Linked DNA regions of Zea mays: region 2 is linked to region 1. A link is a contact called in public Hi-C data. All regions are on one chromosome and are shown on one strand. The core of a region is the stretch at or near the end of the contact, and the rest is flanking DNA. Distances in the headings are between cores, read along the strand shown.

Region 1 (6,855 bases), core at 3,145-5,644:
AGCTTTTCTTCAATTGGTGTTACTCCTAGCCTATCAGGTATATCATCATGTCCCTCAAGTGGTTAGATGTTACTTTTCCAACTTCTATAGAGAAATTGGAAATTGGGCCACTATTCTGGAAGAATAAGTGGCTAAATAAAATGAGCATCCACAGCTTGCTCCGAGATTATTTGCTGCAGTATCTAATAGAGCTATCAAGTCTAGAACAGTTCTCGAGGCCATCACTGAGGGAAGTTGGGTTGCTGATATTATTGGTGCTCGGTCGGTTGGGGTTTTAGTGGAGTTTTTGTAAGTATATGACCTAATATTGGAGGTGGAGGCTGCATGAGCAGATTGAGGATAGGCATGTGTTTATGCTTGCTACCACAGTATTCTTCTAAGGCTGTATATGAGGCTCTCTTCCTTGGGTCTGTCCACTTTGAGCCTGCTAACCGAATTTGGAAGCCTTGGGCTCCGGCTAAGTGTAAATTCTTCATTTGGCTAACTGCTCTTAATAAATGTTGGACAGCTGATCGGTTAAGCAAAAGGGGGCTGCCTCATCCTATTAGATGTCCACTTTGTGATCAACAACAGGAAATAATTGATCACCTGCTGGTTAACTGTGTATTCGCCAGGGAATTCTGGTTCCATGTGCTCAGTAAAGTCAATCTTCAAAGCTTGTCTCCACAGCTTCATAATCGGGGGTTTATGGTTTGGTGAGAGTGGGTTTCTATGCAGATTTCTGGGATTGTGCAGAAGGGGATCAACTCCTTGATAATCCTTGGAGCTTGGACATTGTGGAAGCATAGAAATAGGGGGTGTCTTTGATAGTTTTCCTCCTAATATGGGTGCTGCTATCTCCCAGTTCAATCAGAAGTTGGAGAGGTGGGCTTTGGCTGGAGCTAGGGATCTCTCCTTCCTTACTGCTCCCATTCCTGGCCTCCAGCTGTAGTTTGTTGCATTAGCTATAATGTTAGATGTCTTTATGTTTTGTTGTTTTCGACCGCCATGAGCTATTTGGCCACAGACTTTTGTATTGGTCTATTTTAGACCTGTTTCTTCTTAATATATATTATGCGTAGCTCTCCTACGCTTTCGAGAGAGAAAACACACACACATTTCTGCAACACTTATCTGCTGAACGTGTCATCTATTTGTAGGCCAACATTATGCACCATACAGCATAAACAGGACTAATCAACATCCTATAAAACTTGCCTTTTAGCTTCTATCATTTAGAACACCAGATGATTGATGCCATATGATTGATGCCATTTAGAATACCAGATGATTGATGTCATTTCTTCTTAATATATATTATGTGTACCCTCTTGTCATTTAGAACACCAGACGATTGATGGCATGCCACTTCATTCACCTTGCTTTGATTCTATGGCTAACATCTTTACAATATCCTCATCTCTCTGTAACATTGATCCTAAATACCTAAAGGTGTCCTTCCTAAGCACTACTCGTCCTTCCAAACTAACATCTTCTTCCTTATGTGTACTGCCGAAATCACATCTCATGTATTCTATTTTAGTGAGTCTAAAACCTTGAATTCTAGAGTCCCTCCCCACAACTCTAGTTTTCTATCTACTCTTGCCCGACATTCATCAACTAACACTACATCGTCTACAAAAAACATACAACAAGGGATATCTCCTTGTATGTCCCTTGTGGCTTTATCCATCACCAAGGAAAAAAGGTAAGGGCTCAAAGCTGACCCTTGATGTAGTCCTATTCCAATCGAAAAGAAATTTGTGTCGCCATCGCTCGAACACCAACATTGTTGTACTTGTACATGTCCTTAATAATCCAACGTACTTCCGTCGTTGGAACTTTATGTTTGTCCAAAACCAAACACATAACATTACTTGGTATTTTGTCATAAGCTTTCTCCAAGTCAATGAAAATCATATGTAGATCCTTCTTCTATTCTCTATACTACTCCATCACATGTCTTATTAAAAAAATGGTTTCCATGGTTGACCTTCCGCACATGAATCCAAATTGGTTCAAAGAGATCCCCGTTACTCCGCTCAAACGATGCTCGTTATTTATATATAGAGAGAGTTTGTGAAAAAATGAACGATAAAGATGATGTGCTTCTATATTAAACAAGCATCTACAAAAGCATGTCTACCCAAAATTAAAAAATTAAAGTTCGCCAAGAATCCCCAAAACCATCAAAGATATCACACCTAATCGTATGCCTCATATCTAACCATGTGTTTACCACTTTACCTCAAATTATTCTTAGAGAAATCTGACATAAAAAATTATGAGGAGAAAATACTAACACTTAGAGCCTTGATAACATGCTCAGGAGCAATTGTTTTCTTCTCTTCTCTGCTGCACACTTCATTGGATTCAGACGAAAGGAGATTGATGAACTCTGAAAATTGGTTTTACAAGTAGTTAGATTAGAAAAGGAGAGACCAATCTCTATGCTTATGAAGATTCTTTCTTTGTTGAAAGTAAGGTTGTGAGAGATCCATACAAGTGTAAACCATTTAAACAGAACAAGTTATGCAGTTACTTCATTAATGGCCTGAATACAGTAGGAGTATATTGGCTTTCTCATGAAAACAGAATATAATACTCCCTCCGTCTTGAAACATAATTCGTTTTAGACTAATCATGCATTCATTAAGTAACATATGAATGTAGTTTGTATGTATGTCTTTATTCATTATCATTTGAACGAATGTGGACGGAAAAAAGGTGCGCCAGAAAGAACTATATTTTGGGACAGAGAGAGTATGATATAAAGTTAGAAATTTTACCTAATGATTTTCTTCTAAAAAACATGTATAATCTTATTGTCTATTATTATTCACAAGATGACATGCATACTTGAAAGCTCCCAGACAAATCAAAGAGATAACCATATATATATGTCACTACAGTCTGAACTGTGCAGGAGTATATTTTTAATTCCAGCAGTTTGTTTTATTTGGAACAACAAGAAGAAAGCTCAGTGCTACAAAATGATATTTCATAAAGAACAACTCATGGCAGGCTATAATTTAAATAAAGATACATGTGCAGAACCATGTTAATATGTTATTCAAACAGTGATTCTTGCATAGTTGAGCATACAAGCTGTACCATATGATGGATGATACTATAATGGTGTATACTGCATCACACTTGTATGTCTTACCTACGCAGCATTCAACAAGAAGATCCTGTGCATCTCTTGCCACTCGTACATCAGGAGGAAGCATCTCCTTAATTATCTTAACCATTGTTGCTAAAATGCGAAGCAGAAAGTCAATAAGTACAAGATTTTAAACAACTCTGAAAACAAAATGTCGTCAACTGGTGATCTGCTCCCATCCAGGTTCAAGGAACTTTATTCAAATCGCATGGCACTAATTTGGCAAAACATAATATTAGTATAGTTGTAACTCCATATACTTGTTCATTCACATTTCATGGTATAACATTAATTAATTCAAAGATAATCCAATACTATTATATAATAAAAATCATCAAACAATTCCAGTATAATTCATACATGAAAAATCATATGAAATTATGAAACAAAGCCACTTTTTCCAATGTTATCACAAACAGTCAGAATTCACAGCAGAACGATTTCATATACCAAACCATTACATGATGTAATGTTTCCAACGACTGGAGTGCCATAGTTCACAGGCTAGAAACCATCAAAACTACACTAAGTTACTAGTCTATCCAGTCCTGTTTGTAAGGCACAGGGGCCCAAATTCCATATACTAAGAAACGCCAAGAGACAAAGGAAACTTATTAGACCAGCACCAAATGATGAGCTCCCATGGTCCTGTACATGCCATGTTGAAGCCTTGTATTGGATCCGTCTAGAGCACTCAAGCATACCACAAGAAACGAACTGTATAGTGCTGCATCATAGTAGTTTGCTATCAACAAGGCTGCCAAAATCAACTAGCCACAATCCAAAAAGATCAGGACCTCGCCACAAGCCCCAGGACAACCATCGTACATACGAATTGGCGCAGAAATTGAATAGCACTTGGGACAAACCTAACTTTCCTCACAGCATCGCTTCAAAAATCAAGCTTCCTAGCGTATCATCTCACAAGATTACGCAAACCAAACCCAGCTAACCAGATTCTTCAGACCAAGAAGAACACGCCCATCCACACGACATCCCCTTAATGGCGTCAAATTTCAACACAATAAAAGGAGCCAGAATACGGCTTCTACAGGGGTAACCGAGGCAGGGAACTTACATTTGGGGAGGGAAACGTCCTCCTTAGACTTCCCCACGATGTCCATCGGGTCCATCTCCACGCACGGCACCGAATCCGCGCGACGGAAGGCGGGCGCGAGGTAGCAGGTGCTTTCGGCGAGCGAATTCGGGAGAGAATTCGTCTCGCGCAGAGTTGAATCGAGAAGCTAGGGTTAGGGCGCGCGGGGAGGTGGGGCCTAATACGAGGGGAGGGGTTGATATCCGGACATATGCACGACAGTCGTAAAATTTGTTAAAATGGGTCGTTTTAACTTTTCGCACTTCAAAACAGAGCGTGTTTCGTTGCATTTGTAAAATGGCAGCGTATCTTATGTACATGGCACGTATGCACATCTTTAATCCCATCCCTTCAATCAAGATCTAGTGGCTACTGTCGTTTTAACATTTTAACCCTCCCGTGGCTTCCTCTGGCACATCTTTAATCTCATTCTTTCAATCAAGATCCAGTGGCTACTGTCATTTTAACATTTTAACCCTCCCGCGGCTTCCGTGTGATAAGAATCCTTTTTTGCAAAACCTCCATTTCTCCTTCCCTTCCTCCAAACAGTTGCACGAGACTTCTGGAACATGACAACTGCCATGTCCTTGCACCGCCGCCTCCATTCTTGCCGGCTTCCGCCAAAGAACTCGCTGAACGTTGGTTCCCCACCGATGTCGCCATTGTCTGGAGGTCCAGACTGGCGCAACACCTCCACCAACTACCCAGCTTCAGTTTTTGTAACCTAAATTTTGATTCAAATCTGGAGCTCAAGATCGTCTGTAAGCTGAATTTTGATTCAAACCTGGTGCAAGAGAATTGTGTATAAATGTTGAACAGATTGAACGAGGGACAAAAAATGGTCACCGATGTTAAACTGATTGGATATTTTTAGGTGTATTGAATTCTTCACAAGAATCAACATGATGTGAAGCTTCAACAGGACCATGAACGAGAAGGTCAGGTTGCATGTGTGCACCGGTTGCAACAAAAACAGTGGGTTTAAAGAGAGCAGAGTCCATAGCGTCCACGTTGCTGCTAGGCTCGACTACCCATTGCACGTCCATGGCGTTGAGAAGCTCCGTCAAACCACCACGGCTGGAGCATGCCAGTGGCGGCGCTGCCATGTTGCAGCAGCCCTTGAACGTGGTGACCAGCAGGTGGCGGCTGCGACAGCAACGACGTTCAGCGAGGGCACGACGACATGGGTGTTAGCCCTAGCATGTGACGATAACAGATGTATGTATCGACGGGCGACGGCGGCGGCAACGATGTTCGGCGAGGACACCTGCAAAGCGTCGGCGTTGGCCATTCGTGAGCAGTGGCGGATCTAGTATTTTTGCATAGGATATAAAGCAACAAAAAATTTATGTAGAATTCTATCTAATTTACATAGTAAATTTGATAAAAAATTCGATATATAAATATAAAATTTGACACTCAACAAATAAGCATGAAACTTGTATACATTAAATATAAAGATTGCAATAATACTATTTATCTGGTTTGCGCTTTCTCAACGCCATAAAAGTTTTAATTATATCTTCTTCATTCACTTCGAAGAAAATATCTCTCTCGATGTATGTAACAAGACAATCATCCAAAAGACTCAGGAGCGCTGGTTGGATAGTTCTTAAGCCTAGGGGTAGGGGGTTTTCGCGATGTTAGTGACTCGAGTGAATAGCGTTCCAAGGACTAACTTCTGAAATAAGAAGGGAAGAAAGCCCAGTGACCCAGCGCTAAATAGTCATTTCTGAAATCCTTTAGAAATTCAATTTTAAATCTACAGATAACTTATAAAATCCATAACTCGAGAAATATTTGGGAAAATTCAACCAAACAAATTTTGTTGAGTTCTATACGAGTTGAACTTTAGAGAAAAAAATAGAAAAACCCCTAGTCCAGTACCGTTTCTAGAATTTATTATTTAATTTAGATTTTAAGTATTTAAGTGAATATAATGGTAAAAATAGTAGGACATATTCATTGAGGTTTAGAAAATTTTGGTAACCACTTGGCCATTAATAAACCTCTACAAAAATACTAATCACCCTAGAACACCAAGGTAAGTGGGTTAAACAAATAAAGTTAGGTTTTTGCAAATACCTTTAGAAAATAAAAAGAGAAACCAAAAGTGGGAAACAGTGAGCAACCTAATTTTTTCCTAAACACTTAAGCTATACACTATGGGAGAAAAATATAAAAATTAGATAGTTGCACAATAGAACATGCCCCACCCCTGCTCCATGAGAAAGTTTAAAAAACTTTAAGAAATCATACAACTCATTCCCTATGAGTAAAAATGACCAACTTTAGAAATGATTGCTCTTGCGCAAAGAATAAACTAGAAAAATAGAAAATCTGTTGTTTGACATTTTTCAAAAGGAGTGTTAGTTATAAGCACCCACTATGCCCCAAACTTTAGAAAATCACCATTAAATAACCACTAGGTTTTTTGAGTAAAATTTGGCACAGAGGCATAGTATTACTCATAAACATCAGCAAAAATAAGCTTTAGGGCAGAAGCCGCTTCTACACAAGGGTTGTGATTCAAAGTGCCCTCTCTGCCCTAGACCTTGTCATTTTTGTACAAGGTAGCCCACTTCTGCTCTACTTCCCAAATTTTTAGAGAAGC
Region 2 (6,628 bases), core at 1,623-4,122, 260 kb before region 1:
GTTTACAACTCAAAAAGTGCTCCAATCTCAAGAACGATGAACGATTGCGTGAAAGTGAGGACTAGAAGTCTTGGAATGCTTAGAGTGTGCTTGGGTAACTCCTCCATGCGCCTAGGGGTCCCTTTTATAGCCCCAAGACAGCTAGGAGCCGTTGGAGGCCAACAAGGAAGGCCAAAGTTTCCTTCTGTCGGGTGGTGCACCGGACAGTCCGGTGCACCACCAGACAGTCACTGTAGCATGTCCAGTGCGGATCTCCTTCCTAATTTGGCGCAGATGACCGTTGCAGCGTCGTGGCAGTTGGCGCACCGGACTCTGTCTGGTGCACACCGGACAGTCTGGTGCCCCCTGCCGCCCGTTGGCGCGGGCCACGCGTCGCCCGCGGATTGCGCGGCCGACCGTTGCGCTGGCGGCCGTTGGCTCACCGGACAGTCCGGTGCACTACCGGACAGTCCGGTGAATTATAGTTGTACGCCGCCAAACATTCCCGAGAGTGGCCAGTTCGCCGGAAGCCAGCCTGGCGCACCGGACACTGTCCGGTGCACCACCGGACAGTCCGGTGTGCCAGACTGAGCTGAGTATTGGCTGCTCAGAGCCAAGTTCTTTTCTCCTTCTCTTTTCTCTGTTTCTAGCACTTAGACAAAATATGTTAGTACTCAAACCAATGTACTAAGTCTAGAAACATACCTTGTTACATGATTTGCACTTCTCTCTTCATTTGGCACATAATAACTCACTCACTATGTGTTGGTCACTTAATCACCAAAATATAATAGAAATGGCACAAGGGCACATTTCCCTTTCAAAAGTTCCGAGTATATTTTATATGTAAGCCGTTCATAACCATAGATTTAATACTCCCTTAGTCCCTTAATAACAAGACAGAAGACACTACCATTCTTGGTTGTAACAACACAGTACAGAGTTAGGTGTTTTTTTCATAAGAAACATAACTGTTTATGTGAGCCAAGTCCCTGAGCACTTGGCCGAGCTCATGGACTCACATGTCATGGTCTTCTTTACGGTGTTGTATGTGGATACCTCTGATATATATCCTTTACATATTGTATTGTATTGTATTGTATTGTATTGTATTGTATTGTATTGTATTGTATTGTATTGTATTGTATTGTATTGTATTGTATTGTATTGTATTGTATTGTATTGTATTGTATTGTATTGTACTATGTTATGCTATGTTATGTTGTATTATATATATGTGGGGTTTAATTTCTCTTAAACCATTGCCATCAGTTGCTACAGAATAAAAGGCTGTAGTGTTCTTGCTGGAAAGATTGGGGCTCTAGTGAAAAGTTTCGAGTATATTTTATATGTAAGCCGTTCATAACCATAGATTTAATACTCCCTTAGTCCCTTAATAACAAGACACTATCATTCTTGGTTGTAACAACACAGTACAGAGTTAGGTGTTTTTTTCATAAGAAACACAAATGTTTCTTAGGAAGTGGAGAAGGACAGGACCGTACCGGAGGTGATGCGGAGGGTGCAGCCGCACCGGGCCCCCAAAAATAGAGGGGCCCTTAGTCACTGGACGCTAGCACTTTTTCCTGTTAAACATATCTATTCTAATCACAAATACGCAAAGAGCGATGCGCTATCCACCAGTTTCGTTTCGATTGTTAAACTAATGTCTCAATTACTTATCGATTACTCCATCCGTTTCAAAATAGTATTTGTTTTAGCTCTTGATTTTTATGTTTATATTCAATTATATAATGATGAATCCACTAAAGAAGCAAAACAAATTCTATTTTGATATAGAGAGAGTATTATTTACTATACACATGATGGTTGCATCGACAGAGAGAAGCTTTTTAAAATTGAAATATTTTTTTAACTATTTATGGTCAACAATAACTCAATAGAGGTTAAATGGCTTGCCGATTTTATATATCGAAAAAAGTTGTTGGATGAGATTGATCTCAATAATATAAGCGATGACTTTGTATCACAAAATGTTAGAAGATATTTTAAATGATATCAGATAATAAGTAAGTGTTTTCGGCTATATTTTATATTTGTTATCTTATAAACTTTAAAATAGTGCATAATATTTTTTATACATCAAATATTTAATACTATATATATATATATATATATATAATATATATATATATATATATATATATATATATATATATATATATATATATATATATATATATATATATATATATATGGGTCTCCGAAAAGTCAGGAACGGCGAGAAGGACATGGCCGATTTCCCTTCTCCGGTTCTCCCCGTAGCAAGCAGGTGGGCATGTGCATGCACTGACTTTGCAATGCAGATGCAGATGCAACCGGACACGGTATGTTCTGAACATTGGTGTAGAAAGAAAGCAACGGACACGGTATGGCGTCCATGTGTTTGACATATCGCTTGTGGGCAGTTTCCATGGTTTTCACGGCATGAGTGTGCCATTGTATAATGGAATCCTCGAGTACAAACAGTACGCCCGTTTGATTCTGACCCTGGAAAGTTGGTCCGAGTTTGACTGGAAATTCAACCGTAACGCACGTAACATTTCCTTCCTGGTCCAATAAGTATGCAAGTAGTACTACGGATCGCCTCTGCCGCATGACTCGAGCCTACTGATGGCTAATGAAACATTGAAAACTTAGGCAACTTAGGGGTGTTTGGTTTTAGAGACTAATTTTTAGTCCCTCCAATTTATTCCACTTTAGTCACTAAATTGTCAAATATGAAAAATAAAATAGAGTTATAGTTTCCATATTTTGCAATTTATAGACTATAGTGAAATAAAATGGAGGGACTAAAAATAGTCCCGACACTACCTTAGATTGAACAGAGGCATCCATCTACCGTGCAACGTGTCAATCTTAAGATCAGAACATACCACAGCAACCTTAAGCAAACACACGAGTATGCCATAGTTTCATAGGTATTCTGGAGGACATGTCTACGATTTCCAGAACAATAACAACCATCATCATCCGACATTTCGATCCGAAAGCTAACAGAATAGAGTACTTGTATGAAACAACAAAATACAGCAACACTACTAAAAATCCATGCTAACCGTCTCAGTCTGACCAGTTTATAGGTAGTGTTACAAGTTCCTTTGTTCACGCAATCAACGACAAGTCCATAAAAGCGCTTCCTAGTCTGCCTTATGGTTCCCATTGCTGGTGGGTGACCTGGACCGATCTCTATGCCTTCTGCCATGGGGTGAACTGCCCCTCCGGTCCCTTGAGCGTGAGCGCTCCCTTCTGCGGTCCCTTGAGCGTGAGCGCTCCCTCCGGCGGTCCCTTGAGCGAGACCTCTCCCTGCGGTCCCTTGAACGAGACCGCTCCCTTCGGCGTTCCCTTGAGCGAGACCGCTCCCTTCGATCCCTTGAGCGAGACCGCTCCCTTCGATCCCTTGAACGCGAACGCTCCCTTCTGCGTTCCCTTGAGCGCGAACGCTCCCTTCTGCGAGGGCGGTAAGGTGATGGGCTCCTTTGAGATCCTCCTGCGTTTTTTAAGAAAAAATATTAAAGATATAGCTGTAATGCAAAAGGAAAACAAAGGAACGGTCACAAACCCATGTTTTTTCTTACAAATGTTTTAAAGCACACGTGGATCACAAGCCTATAAAAAGATATATGCAACCAAATTTGCACATAATAACTGTCACAATTTTCCCATGGCTACGCGTGTGATCTACTTCGAAAGTGTGATTTCAATCAAGGAAAACAATGACCTAGACCATAGATGTGTGCTCAAATCTTTGATAGTGTGGAATTATGCCGGCTAAAAATATAGAACACCACCTAGACCATAGATGTCTACCAGGGCTTCAATAGTGTGGAATTATGCCAGCTAAAAATAGAGAACACCATAAAAGCTACAATTATAATCACAGGTTGTAGAAACAAAACACCCCATTAAGGCCGATAATTAGAATATTAAGATCACTAAAACAACAAATAAGCAAACCTATGAGTGGCACAAAATATTTAGAGACCGAGTTCATGTTTATGTGTTGTAATAAACAACTAAACATAACACCCCCATCGAGGTCAATCATTAGAATATTAAAGATCAATATATAAAACAAATAAGCACACAAATACCCTATGAGTGGCACAGAATATTTAGACTAAGTTCATGTTTATGTATTAAAAAAACAGCATAGCACATCTGACAACTGCAAACAAATAAAGTGATATCCATTCAACAACAATGTATGCAAGCTGAACAACACATAAAGAAGCAAGTCAAACGATGCTTAATACAGAAAGCGTTGTGGTCATATCATGTGGAGGTGCAAAATTGGCCAACTTTGGTTCATACCTCTTCGACCACAGTATTTTCCAGGAGTAGGGGTCCTTTCACGAGTTCTTTTAGCCTGGAATAAAATCGTGAACAAATGTATTAGTTGGTACGAATGAAACAAGCAATGAACTTCAAGTATGCTAAATAAAGGAAGAACCCAATTCGATCTTAAATTTGAACAGAGTGGTTAATATAATTGATAATGAAACTAAACTTTGCCCTTTTGGTGAAAAATAGTCATGGTCCATTAAGCTTGTCAACTCTTGATCAAAATCTTGTGATATAGGTAGATTAAACTTTACGTTGCATGCCAACTAAACCAAAGATGACTTTTGTGCACTTGTTCCGTGGTCGGTGTAGCCATGGTCCAAGGAAGCGCCAGATTATGCCTCTCGTGATGTCCATCAAATCAAGATACTGGTCGATGAAGTTCGCATCAGACTTGGTGGTTGGTGTCGTGACATGGCAGCAGCATGCACCATGTAAGCTTAGTCGAAGCAGACAAATCGTAGAGCCTGTTGGATCACGAGCGTGATGTTGACGATGGCGGTTGTGGTAGAAGTTGCGGTGGCGATGGTGGTGACGCGATGCACAACAAGACTCCAAGATCGCTCTATGGCGACAGCCGTCGTGTTGATGTAGCATGTATGCATTGTCGGTGAGCGAGGTGAAGACGGCAAGTGGTGATGAGCTCTGAGGGTGTGGTGATAAGCACCATCACGTCAGCTGCACATCCTTTGGAGACAACCATGGTTGGAGACTGCACAGCCTGGACCAACCAGGTTGACGTAGAGGCAGCCCAGCACCATGTTAAACTGGAAGGTCAGGAAGTCAGCACGAGATGAGAGTTAAGACCCCAGTTGAAGAGCCACAGAAGAGGTTTTCCCCATTCACCACATTAGGATTGCATCAGAACACATCATAAATGATCCCCTTTCAATTTACTCTGGCACATTTCACCTGAGTGGGGTTTCCAGGCTTGTCTGTTACAGAATATACTCTTCCATCATAGGGAAAGAGCATATTTGTAATCTTCTACTCATAAGTCATAACATACCTCACCTCAAGGACCTTCACCAGAGTTTTAAACTGAACAGAGCATAGCATCATTGAAGTTTTAGAGGGTGTTTGAATGCACTAGAGCTAATAGTTAGCTGCTAAAATTAGCTGAAGACATTCAAACAGTCTAGCTAATAGTTCAGCTATTAGCTATTTTTAGCAAATTAGCTAATAGTTAGGTAGCTAATTTCACTAGCAATTTTTTAGCCAACTAACTATTAGCTCTAGTGCATTCAAACACCCCCTTAATGTAATGGAATATAATTTCCAGTGCACAAGATTAATGCATTTATGTTACTAAGACATCAGTGATTTCAAGGCTAAAGTGGGAAGGGGAGGGACAAGCATAAGACAAAAAACATGCATGACCGTATAGTAGCTTTAAATTTTTAACTGTACTACTGCTAGTATTAGACTACTTGACATTACTATACAACGATAACATGACAAAACTAGCACTATTCAACAAAAAATACAATAGAAAAATGCATAATGGAATGAATCAGTACAGTCAGCATCTAACCTTCTCTACAGTGACCAGGCGACCTTCAAGTACAGTGCGGTGCAGATACTTGATGGAGCGTCTTGCACCTTCAAGAGTATCCATAGTCACGAAGGCAAAGCCACGGGATTCTTTTGTCCTAGGATCAAGAACAACATGACAGTTCTTAACCTGCATTGAAAAATGAAACTTATTAATTGGATACCAAAAGTTTTGACAAGATTAATAGATAAGCAGATAAAGATAAAATAGAGACCATAATAATTTTCTCGAACAACGCAGGACAAGAGCATGTCATTTTCATTAAGGGAGAGAAATAATATGTAGGGGAGGCAATAGTCTACTCCTAGTACAAGGGAGACAGACTCCCGAACCCAACACCCACAGCACAATACACTAACTCAGCACTCATATCTCTGTGCTTAGCTGAAGAAACATCTCATTAAGAGCAGGGCTCCAGCCATGCACCAAAGAACACCCCAAGATAGCATCATAATAAGAATGTGTGAACTAATAATTTGAGACCATACCTTTCCTTCTTTACTAAAGAACTTCTCAAGATCATCTTCCGTTACACGAGTAGACAATCCAGTTACATAAAGGTTATTCCCTGGATTTCTATCATCTGGGCTCCTGTGCATGATAAAGAACTGAACATCAGTACTGGAACAGTCCCATATTTGTGTAGAATTGCAGAACTGGAGCTAAAAACAAATACTTGCCTCACTGGAACCAATAATATTTGGTAAACTATTAAACTATCAATTACAA

The links. A called contact is a pair of places that touch in the nucleus more often than the background predicts.
Region 2: a contact with region 1 is called in a Hi-C map of tassel, with 2.5 times the contacts expected there. The contact joins the enhancer-like site here to the promoter of LOC100191260 in region 1. A contact is called at or near these places in 4 of 25 Hi-C or Micro-C datasets (ear, endosperm, leaf and 1 more).

Annotation. Positions count from the first base shown.
Region 1 is chr4:75,769,020-75,775,874 of Zm-B73-REFERENCE-NAM-5.0, reverse strand. LOC100191260 reads right to left here and starts at 4,394. Exons shown (of 5, transcript NM_001136694.1): 1 at 4,224-4,394; 2 at 3,149-3,238; 3 at 2,283-2,377. The coding sequence starts at 4,278.
Region 2 is chr4:76,031,130-76,037,757 of Zm-B73-REFERENCE-NAM-5.0, reverse strand. LOC100282309 reads right to left here. Exons shown (of 8, transcript NM_001155221.2): 5 at 6,388-6,490; 6 at 5,879-6,028; 7 at 4,315-4,369; 8 at 2,949-3,490. The coding sequence ends at 3,141. Among protein-coding and RNA genes, the nearest start is that of LOC100282309, 6.6 kb to the right of the region's middle. Within about 2 kb of position 2,872, at least 18 of the 20 cell types and tissues checked have an H3K27ac peak or open chromatin away from gene starts, as enhancers often do. A contact at or near this core is called in ear, endosperm, leaf and 1 more, where this site is marked.